2 separate regions of the Mus musculus genome follow, and region 2 is linked to region 1. The links are chromatin contacts, called in public promoter capture Hi-C maps. All regions are on one chromosome and are shown on one strand. The core of a region is the stretch at or near the end of the contact, and the rest is flanking DNA. Distances in the headings are between cores, read along the strand shown. Region 1 holds the start of Cpq (carboxypeptidase Q). Region 2 overlaps Cpq (carboxypeptidase Q).

The links. Promoter capture Hi-C pulls out the DNA fragments that hold promoters and counts their contacts.
Region 2: a promoter capture Hi-C map of liver shows a contact between it and region 1, with 4 times the contacts expected there. The contact joins the enhancer-like site here to the promoter of Cpq in region 1. A contact is called at or near these places in 3 of 39 promoter capture datasets (the 3T3-L1 cell line, 3T3-L1-derived adipocytes and liver), 1 of 484 Hi-C or Micro-C datasets (liver), 1 of 115 datasets of contacts at active chromatin or transcription factors (bone marrow-derived macrophages) and 1 of 9 other capture datasets (liver).

What each region holds. Positions count from the first base shown.
Region 1 is chr15:33,080,649-33,086,367 of GRCm38.p6, forward strand. Cpq (carboxypeptidase Q) reads left to right here and starts at 2,481. Exons shown (of 8, transcript NM_176073.4): 1 at 2,481-2,674.
Region 2 is chr15:33,303,346-33,309,064 of GRCm38.p6, forward strand. All of the region lies in intron 4 of Cpq (carboxypeptidase Q), which reads left to right. Among named protein-coding and RNA genes, the nearest start is that of Cpq, 220 kb to the left of the region's middle. Within about 2 kb of position 2,421, at least 2 of the 459 cell types and tissues checked have an H3K27ac peak or open chromatin away from gene starts, as enhancers often do. A contact at or near this core is called in liver, where this site is marked.

The DNA.
Region 1 (5,719 bases), core at 1,231-3,730:
AGAAAAAGAGATTACTTAGTTGTGGTTTCAAATGATTAAGCTCAGGGTTGCTTGGCTATGTACACTTGGATCACATCATAGAAGCAATGAGAAGCATGAGGAAAATGCAGAAAGGAGCAAAGAATGTGGAAGGAATTATGGGCATAACTTTCAAAAGCATCTTCAGAGTGATTTAGCTTTTCTAACTGCTGAAATTTCCAAAACTTCCCCAACCAGAACCACTAGTTGTGGACCAAGCATGCAAGACAAAAGATTTTGGCAGTGACTGTGCAGATCCACACTATAGTTGTAAGAAAAATGAGTGCATCACATGGCACATGGCTTAGTAGCGGATGTAGATGTAAGCATATAATTCCAGTGAGGTAAACCCCAGAAAAGAATGAAAGCACAGAGAAGGAGCTTCCCTTCCAGCAGCTTGCATGAGCCAAGTTCTGAGTTACTAGAGTATCTGAGTCAGAGAGAGCAGTGCTAAGAGCTATGGAGATCTACCAATGCCATTGTATCAGAAATGTAACAGTTCTAAAAGAAACAAGAATAGAATGAACACCAATGGGGAAAGATATATAGTAGATGGACATGAATAGAGTAATTAAAATCAACCATCTAAAGGGAGGGGAAAATGGTCCAGGACAATGTAAGCATAGATGGGCTCTGGAATCAAGCTATTTTAATTTACAACGTCAACCTGACCTCACAGGGTGTGTCATGACCTCTCTAGCTTTCAAATTACTCATCCGTGAAGTAGAAATAATAGTCATAATACCTAGCTCATAGGGCTGAGAAACACCCACAGATAATCCGCATAAAGTGTTAGTAAAAAGCATTCAATTAAAGTTCAAGTCTTGTCATTATTACATTGTGAGTCAATGACAGAGAACTTTTACAGCATAAGAAAAGGCTGGGAAGCATTGGGCACGGCATGAGCACGGCACTGCCATCTAAGCTATACTTAGAGAGACAGTCTATGGGCCGTCTTTACAGGTGCACGATGAGCTAAACACAGAAGTCGAGTGTAAGCAGCTAGAAGCGTCAAAAAGGTGATATTTCACTTGTTGCAAACCTGTAGGTTTGTTTTTCCACAAAACTAGAGTCTGTCATTTTATAGCTTTTCAGTTACCTTTGCTAGATTATTAATTTCATTTTACAAAATTAGCCTGTTGTAGGAGATTGGAAATAATCCAACCTATTCTTCATCAAAGATAGTTTCAGAGAAATGTAAATCATTGGGACTAGATATGACTCCCCAGGGACCATTTGTGGAAAGGCCAGCTAGGACCATGTTGAAAAGACCCTTGAATACCTCACAGAAGTGATATTTTGTGAAAGGCAACGCGACTAGTCAAAGTTTAGAGGGATTGTTATATTGTACATAGGTGAAAGGACTCAAAATGATTTTCTTTGTATATGCTTAATTTTTTCTTTCCTGTTTTTTAAGTATGTGAGTTTTCTTTTTCTTAGCATCTACCTATGTAGCCCAGGTTAGCCTGAAACTCAAAATATCCCTGCCTCTATTTTCTGTGTTTTGAGATAACACATACATGGATCAGCATGCCTAAGTTTTTCCTTGGTTTTGTGTGTGTGTATGTCTGTGTGTGTGTGTGTGTTTTAAGAGGAGAGACAGGAACTGGAAAGTATTTTACAAAGATAACTTTGATAAGAGTCTGGCTAAGTAAAGAAATTTGGACTTATCAAAACATAAAACATTAAAAACATGTGCACATGTTGCAGTTTGGACTTTATGCAGGTCCCCAAACTACTGAAGTCATGCAGTGACTTGATGTGTCAGGGTATACTGGTTCACAAGGGGGTCCTTCCTTTTCTCAGAGGAGAAGGGGGCAGAGGATAAAACAGGGGCTGTGGGAAGGGGGAGCTGAAAGCAGAGGGGCTACTGTGATCAGGATGTAAAGTGAATGAATGAATAGATAGATAGATAGATAGATAGATAGACAGATAGATAAATGGGCCAAAAATATGCGCACATGTACTACAAGAGTAGTATAGCATTGCTCTTTCCCTGATACAATGCCTAGACTGAAAATGACTTTCTGATCTCCTAGTTTTAGATCATGACCCCTGCCTTCATGATCACCTCCTTTCTTACAGTCTTTCAACTATTAAGGAAGGGAGAAAATAACCTGGTGCTTCATTTTGTTTTTGAGACAGGGTCTCATTTATTCTGTAGCCCTTGCTAAGCCTCAAAGTCCTGGGCCATCTTCCCGCATATCCATCCTCCCTAGCTACTGGGTGATTGATAACATGAACAAAATAACTGTTGAGTTGCTTTTGTTGGGAAGGAGTTTGACGGTTCCAACAAAGTCTCTTGAAGCCAGGCCTTGGGGACCCTACTTGCCTTAAGTCAGGCTCAAGGAGACCTTTCAGGGTCGGGTCCAGCCAGCCACAGTCTCAGTTAAAGCCCAGGCCTCGGGCCTGGCTGACGGTTGCACCTTTGTCTCCGCCCACCGGCCAGGGAGGGCTCCACAGCTGTCCTGGCACACAAAGAAGCCAGGCCTGCAGACTACTGGGGCTCCGGGCTGTTCCTGAGGCCTCTGGAGGCCCGCCCTGTGGCTCCAGTGCGCTCTGAGGACCTTCCTGGTCCCGCCCCCGAACGTGCCTGTGGTCTGCAGGCCTCACCGGGTGTTGTGGCCGCTGCTGCTCCGCAGAGCCTCGTGATCAGGTGAGTGCCCCCCAGGCTGTGGGTGACCAGCTGCTCCCCAGAGGCGGGAGGGTGGGCTGAGGTCAGCCGGCCTGGCTGCCAGAGAGCTTCCTGATCGGGCTGGAGTGCCCTTGCATAGGACGAGACTGCCTGCAGTTACACTGAAACCCAGAGGCAGAGACCAAAATTGCTGGTGCCTGTCTCTTCTTCAAGGTCTCTTGCACCGTCCCTGGACTGCCTAGGAGCTTCCTTCAAGGCCCTATCTGGAATTTTCCCTAGTCAACTGACTTGCAAGAGGCTTTACCAGGACGGGGTGGGAGAGCTTTGGTGGTTTCTTTCACTTTCTACCTAGTTCTGTTCTTTCATTTCTGATATGAAAGGCCCCATTTTCGAGTTGTCAGCGTCTGACTTGTCATACATAGTCGTACTCAATATCCAATAATTGACTGTGAAGTAGAACTGAATGAATGAAGTGGACAAATGCGTAGGAAATGCAGCAGAATGAGCAAAATATATGAATGGCACAGTGAATATGAAATGGAGACATCAGACACACAGGCTTTCGCCTCTGTTTTCTCAGAGTTAAGTGTTTTGCAATCTCTGTGGTTAATCAAGAGGAGTTTGATTCTTTGTAGTTGTTAGTTACTAGACTCCTGCACCTTATTATCTCCATTGGTTGGATTAAATATATTTTGCCTAAAACAAAATAACCTGAACTCTTGCTTGCTTGTGCTTTATTCTCCCCACTTTTGGTTTGAGCCAGCGTTGTTACCAAAATATATAATGTATTTACAAGGTACAAAGGTACATCTCAAAGCAGAACCATGTCGCTGACTTGTATTTAAATCCAGACACTTCTCATGAATCTAAGACTGGACAATGTCTATTTTCCTTAGACAAGGGTTGGTTTAGTTGCAGGTGAATGAAGAAAACAAAATATGTCACAGTGAGGAAAGTAATTTGTGTGCATGACACATAAAGAGTGCTTTAATACAGTTGATCACTGCTGTAGTTTTGCTTCCTAGACCCCAAGTTCCACAACCCCCCCCCCCCATAAAACCAAAATCAATGACTTTGAATTGTCACTTGATCTCTTTAGATTTTAACTTCATTATGTGTGTGTGTATGTACATGTGTGTATGGACCTGTGGTTAACACAGGTATCTTCCTCAAAGGTTTTATTCTTTAAATTTTGGAGACAGCACATCTCAGTGGACCTGGGGGTCCAGTGAATCTGCTAGATCAGTTGGCCAGTGAGCTCCAGGAATCCTCTTGTCTCCACCCTGCTAGTGCTGGGGTCACAGACATGTGCCGGTGCATATTTTTACCTACCTATTTCAAGTCTATCTGGTAGAGTAAATGTTTTGTTTAGTGAAAAAGACTGACTTTCTCAGGTTGTTTTCCCAAATAGCCAGTTGTGGGTTCATGTGTCATTCAACTATGAAATGTACAAGTTGATATTCATGGTGCTCTGACCACACACTTTTATTGTTCATTTAAACTTCTTACTTATATTACCCTACTAATCCTCACCGTAAACTTAAGAGCAAGGCAAACTTGAAACTCCTTTTGTCCTAACTATCAGAAATAGTACTTGAAAAATAGGAAGCCAAGACTCAGAACATAAGCAGATGGGATCAGGCAATGTCTGCTGTGAAAGTCTGTGTGGTATGGAAGACTGGTTTCCTTGTGTTTTCGAACATGTACAAAATTTGGATATTGTTACCATATCCAGTGAACTGTGAATGGGAGCCAGGGAGTAGGATTACTAAGGTGGATTTAGTTATTTTATTATTTTAAAAATTATTAGCCAGCATCATCAAAATGGCCAGTTGGTAAAGGCACATGCTTCCAACTCGAGGGAACTAAGTTTAATCCCAGGACCAGACACACACACTGCAAATTGTCCTCTGATTTCTACATAGTTAACACACACACAAATTGTCAGCCAGGTATGGTGACTCACAGTTATAACTGTAATGAGAATTGTTATAAGTTCAAGGACAGTCTGAGCATCCAAGTGAGATACTCTCAAACAAACAACAAAAACAACAAAAAACCTAAATAAGAATGTTTTAATTCCACTATGATTTGACACTTTCAACCTAAATGCTCACAAATCCTCATCCTTTTACTTATTTAGGGAATTTAAAGTAGGTGACATTGAGGGTTCAGTGACCAGCATTTAAGGGCACTGCACCATGAGATCTAAGCATTGTTTTTTTGTATGTGTGTGTCCTAACTTTGTGTCTTTGGTAAGAGGCTGCTTGACATCCTCCTAATGGGGAACACTGGGAATGTAAAATGGACTTCCAGGACCCTTATAATTAATTGATGAGAGCAAAAAAGGTAGCCTATAAAATAAGTGGAAATTATTTTGTTTTCTTTTGCCTGCCAGGTTTAGTCTCAGGGAAGGCAGAAACCAATGGTTGGTGCCTAGAAAGCCGAGAGTCCTTGCCAATTTTATTTATCTCAGGAGGCTGGAGCTTTTTGTCCTGAGGCTGGTGAGATGGAATAGACTTTCCTATTGCTCACAATATTATGGAAAAAAATTAAAGCAGGAACTTTTATTACTTGCCCTGGGGCTGGAGCTTTGCAATGTACTTTCTCTGCCCCCACTCATATTTTCTCTAAACCACTTAGCTTTTAAAAACAAACTATCCATTCATGTACTTTCCATCTTGAGATTATTATTCTTTTCTCTTTATTTCTGGACACGTTCTTCCTTTCTTCATTTCATCATTTCTCCTTCCCTTCCTTGCTCCTTCTTTCCTCCATCCTTTTATCTCTTCTCAACCTTTATGTTTTAAAACAATGTTTTACTCTGTAGTTCAGTTGCTCAGGAACTCACTATGTAACCAAGGCTGCCTTCAAACTTGCTGTCACCAGCCCATGCACCTGAGTCTCCCAAGTGCTAGGATTATAGGTATCAGCCACCCCATTTTACTCTGGGCTCCTTTCTGTACTATTGCATAGTAGTAGGACCAATTGGTGTGCTTCTCCTTAGTTATTATTTTATTCAGCAAATATTAATATCCCAACAGTTTACTGAGTATGTGCTATATG
Region 2 (5,719 bases), core at 1,171-3,670, 220 kb after region 1:
GAAAGTTCATCTTCTTGTCCTTTTGGAAAACTGATCACAGCAGAACAGCTAAGAGCCTGAGTCCCAAGTAAGAGTCATCAGGACCTCACAGAATAATCTTCACCGAGGCTATATTAGCATCTTTCAGGATGAGGGAGCAGAATCTGAACCTCAGCATGGGTGGCAGGTAGTGCATTATGGGATCCTTTTTGTAGAAGCCATGGTGTATCAGTGTCTGAGGCTGAGGCCAGAGTTGTTGAGATTCTGAGGCTCAGATAGTTCTGGTTCTGCCAGTTCGCTGGAAGCCATGTGCGTTTTCTAGCTGGGATAGTTGGAGTCTGTTTATGTAAGCAATAAATTATCAATTTAAGTGTGTAAATGAATATGCTTTGACAACATATTCAGCAACCCTTACTACAATCATGGAAGAGACTGTTTTCATCATACAAAGTCCCCCTTGGGTTTCTTTGTAGTCTACTTCTTTCTCTACCTCCTTTTCCACTGGCAAGCAATTATCTCTGTTTCCAATTATGGGGAGTGAAGAAGTCCTCAGTAGTGAAGTGTTAAGAAAATGTGACATGGTCATACCTCAGACCTGTGGAAGTGAGAAAACCCCTTACCTACCTGATGATGCCCAAGGAAAATGTCAAAGCCTTTCTTTCATCCTTGTGAGGATATTGATAGTGTGTGCAGAAAATGTCTACCATATCTTTCTTCTCTTGGATAGATATTTATGACCTGCTTTCATACAGAGATTGTTCCTACTAAGATTATCTAAACTTGTTTCCTTAATCCAGCTGCACAGCATAAAAAAGACTTCCTCCTTGTTTATATGTATCTAAGAAACCCACCACCTTGTTCAGTTGTATACAAGAACCCTACTTCCCTGTTCAAGTCAACATAATAGTCATGGGGAGCTTCCATTTCCTCCATCAGAAAGCCCAGTCTATCTGACCCCAGCTTTTCTGCATGTCTATGTGTCTGTCTTTTCTTCATTTCTTTACCACCCCAGTCAGATCCATCCTTGGAATCATGCTAAATATGATATCTAACTGTGATTTTTATATTTTATATGTTCTAGAATTTCACATGTAATCTATTCATATAATCTGCCAGACTTCTCTAAATTCAACTTTTGGAACTTACTAGTTTTTCAATTGTTTCTTCTCTTGTGTCACCAGATAGCACTTTATTGGATTTATTACAATATGCTTATCTACTCAGCACTTGGTAGGTATGTACTGATTTCTAGGTTCAGACTATTGTAAATAAAGTATCTAAATATTCTTGACCTAACCTTTCTGTAGACTTATGTTTTCATTTAATTGCCTAGTAGTCTGAGTGTTAAATACATTGGACTCTATTAAGATGCTCTACTCTCTACATTCATCTTTTCCAGATGGGTAGATAAGTGTTTTCAGAAATTGCTAGGAAGGTGGATCACTGGGTTAAAGTGTGTGCCTGACAACCTGAGTTCAGATCCCCAGAACACATGGAGCAAGGCAGATGAAGTTGCATGCATTTGTAATTTCAACACTTCTAAAGTGAGATGGGAAGCAGAGACATGGAATCCAGTTTTCCAAGAAGCTAGCCTATAGAAGAAAGCACAGCAGCCCAGACAAGTGAAACCCTGCCTGCCTCAACAGGTGGCAGACAAGGACTTCTCCCTAGAAGTCATCCTCTGACCTCCACACATGTGATGTGATGTGATGTGATGTGATGTGATGTGATGTGATGTGATGTGATGTGATGTGATGTGTGTGTGTGTTCTTGAAACTAAAGGTAAAATGTTCATGTGTACATAGCACTCCATAGAGTTGGTCATAAATATCTTGTTATTAAGATGTACAAAACAGGTTAACAGAAGTTCCCCAACAAAGAGGTAACTGCATAGCTTCAACAGAAAAAATATACATTCCTTATATTTCTTTATTAGATTTTAGTCTTTATGACTGTATTTAGGGATGAATGTTCCTTGTAACTTTCTCAGTACCACTGTGAAGGCAGGGTCAAGTATTTCATCCCCCATTAGATTGGTTAAATTTGTCAGTGAGCCTCAGTAAACCAGAACCTTTTATCTATGTCTCCCAGAAAGCCTTCTCTGGTAACTCTCCCCTAGTCCCAGTGTGCTGTGCCACTGTTATGGTGACAGTTTTAACTGAAGCTTGCAAGTACCTAAAACTAACACTACATTTTATTTATTTTCTTTTCCTTTTCTCTAATTCCTATCCTGAGACTGGTTACACAGTAGCTTTTTAACCCATGTTTATTTTCATTAAAATTAAGAGAACAAGAAATGTGTGCACAGAATCTTAGTGAAAATAAGTAGTTTGTATAGAAAGACATTTTATGTTTTATCCCAAAAGTCATGGGTAAACTGTAGTGAATTTCAGCTCTGCCAAAGTGTTTGTTTGTGTGTGTGTGTATAATTGATGTAACATTAGGACACTTTGGAACTCTATTGCATAATTCATAAACCTAAGAGGGATTACCACAGAATTTTCCAAATGCCAATAAGATAAACAGGTTTTATTGGACTTCAAAATGTAAAAGTAACAGAATAGAGGTCTGATACAAATCCTACCAACTGAGCCCTATTGAAGCCAACTGAAGCTCAAAATTCTATCTCTAGTCTTATTTTATAATAAACTTGCATCTCTGTGGTTTATACAAGTTACTGTATTCAAGAAATCTTGAAGGAGGTACATTTTTATTGAGAAAAAAGCCCTTTGGAAGCTATTAGAGTAGCCTCCGAATATCTTCATTATCAACAGAACATCATGCACATTGGTCCAATTTTCATTACTGTAATAAAATATCTGAGATAATTAACTCATAAGGAAAAGGGGTTGTTTCGAAAGTTTCAAGTGTGCAGACCCGTTTCTTTGGCCTTTGCTTGACATGCTAAATGTCAACAATAGGAAACTTGTGGCAGGTCAAAAACTTACTTCATGATTAGTGATAATAGGAGGAAGGAAAAAGTGGCTAGGGTCTCAAAGTACCCTTCATGGGCAGGACCCATTACTTTTCCCCAACTGGATTTCTTCCATAATCTTATGCCTACAGGTTCCACCACAACCCATTACTGCCATCCTAGAAACCCTTCATATTTACTGAGGAACATTCAAGATCCACACATCAAGGTGTCTAGAAAGCTCTCTTTTGCATTACTATAGAGAATCAGAGTGAGAATGTGAGCATTATGATTTCTGAACTACAGTAGAAATGTCACGTCAACCCCACTTGATAAAAATGTGTGTTTGAAAGTTCACTGAAAATCTTTTGTCGTTATGAATAGAATTTATATCTGATTAGATACACTAAAGGGATTGTGGCAATAAAAAGAAACCATAGTGGCAGAAACAGAAAATGAGGACTGATAGCAGAGCTAAACCTCAGAGTTATCCATCCAGAGGGACACCCAGATACATGATGGGGATCCATCTCTAGGTTCGAGACTGCCCATTTCATCTTACCCCTAAGTGATTCCATTCCACCTGGGAATGCCTTAAAGCAAAAAGGCAAAACTAAAGAACGGAAGTTGAATCAGAATCTAGATTGTGCTGCCCTTACCAAGTCATCACACAGCAAAATAGCCTCTCTCTGAATATGACTGGATAAGGCTCTGATCTATGATTATATCAGAATATCACTAGGAGTCATTTTATTGAGACATAACTTTGTTGTTGTTGTTGTTTACTTGTTTGTTTTAAGAACAGTAGTGTTTGATTTTACCCTAAGTCTCTGAGATATCTTTCTGGTCTCTGGTTCTTGGTTACCAAGAAAGTATTGGGTATGGGTTTCATCTCTTGGAGTGGATCTTAATTGGTTCGCTACTCCCACAAATTCTGAGCCACCACTGACCTAGCCTATCTTTCAGACAGGACAGATTGCAGGTCAAAGGTTTTATGACTGGGTTGGTATTGCATTTTCGTGTTACAGTGATGTTTATATCTTGATGTCTTGCACAGTATCTTCCCACACTAAAGGCATAGAACATAGGGTGAGTAATCCATGTAGGCATCAGCTCAGCTTCTCCATGTTCAATGAATCGTGTGGTTGCTGTCCTTGACAATGGCCCCACTGCCAGTTTTCAGACCGCAATCAATTATCTTAGCAGCCTGGGATGTTTAGGAATTTTTATGGGACTCCTTTGGCCAAAATCAATTGAATGTAACTCCATCCTTCTACTGAAAGCCTTGTTTGATGACAAGAAATAGCCAGTTGAGGCTCCATATCCCTCATTATTAGGAGATTTCTTAGTAGCACACCCATATATTTAAGGAAGTTTTTCCTTCACTAGGTTTCCATATCATCCCTCAAATACAGCCATCTCTCCCCACATTGTTTGTATTTGTCTTTTTCTTCCTTCCTTCCTTCCTGGGTTAAAAGAATAATTTAATTTCTGTAATCCTGTATTAATCAAATATAATGCAGTGCTCCAAAGGTTATCAGGAAACTCAAAATGAAAGTACCAGAGATTCAACCTAAATATTTTATTATCTCTAGAAAAGTACCAAGTCTCTTTCTTTCTTTCTTTCTTTCTTTCTTTCTTTCTTTCTTTCTTTCTTTCTTCCTTCCTTCCTTCCTTCCTTCCTTCCTTTCTTTCTTTCTTTTTTTTTTTGAGCATTTTTTAAAATTAGGTATTTTCTTCATTTACATTTCCAATGCTATCCCAAAAGTAAGTACCAAGTTTCTTATAGTCACCATTGTTAACTTTTTGGCTGAAATGCTTCTTTCTTGTTAGGTTTCCCTGTGTATTGTTTGATAGTGAGCATCCCTGGACTCTCCCCACTGGTATTGCTCCTGTCTTCAGCCTTATTTCATACTTTCTGAGCTCTTTACCATAAAAAACGTGCCCCTGGACAAGGAAAAATATCTCCCGAGGAATAAGAGTCATCTGAGATTGAGAATTCTTGATGTAGAATGAAGGAAAGAAGACCAGGGGTGGTATAAGCCTTTGGGGTTTTGTTAGTTTGTTTCTGGATTGTTTTTTATGTCACAAGCAAACTGAATGACTAGAGTTATATGCTAGTTTTTGTCAAACTCACACAAGTTAAAGTATCTGAGAGAAGAGAACCTCAATGAAGAAAATGCCTTCATAAGATTGGGCTGTATGTGAGCCTATAGGGGATTTTCTTAATTAGTGATTGATGTGGGAGGGCCTACCACATTATGGTTAGTGTAGTTCCTAGGCTCCTGGTCCTGGTTTTATAAGAAAGCAGACTGAGCAACGGTGCTCCATGTCCTCTGTATCAGCTCCTGCCTTCAGTTTACTGCACTATTTGAATTCATTTCCTGGCTTCCTTTGATGATAAACAACAATATATGCCAAATAAACCCTCTCTCCCTAAGTTACTTGGTCATGGTGTTTCATTACAGCAATAGTAACCTGAAATAACACAATCATTTAATGCTTTATCTAAAGAGAGAAGGACTTTGCTTGAAAATCCAAAGGTCATTGTGTACTGGCTAATTTTGTGTCAACTTGACACAGCTGGGGTTATCACAGAGAAAGGAGCTTCAGTTGAGGAAATGCCTCCATGAGATCCAACTGTAAGGCATTTTCTCAATTAGTGATCAAGGGGGAAAGGCCCCTTGTGGGTGGGACCATCTCTGGACTGGTAGTCTTGGGTTCTATAAGAGAGCAGGCTGAGCAAGCCAGGTGAGGCAAGCCAGTAAAGAACATCCCTCCATGGCCTCTGCATCAGCTCCTGCTTCCTGACCTGCTTGAGTTCCA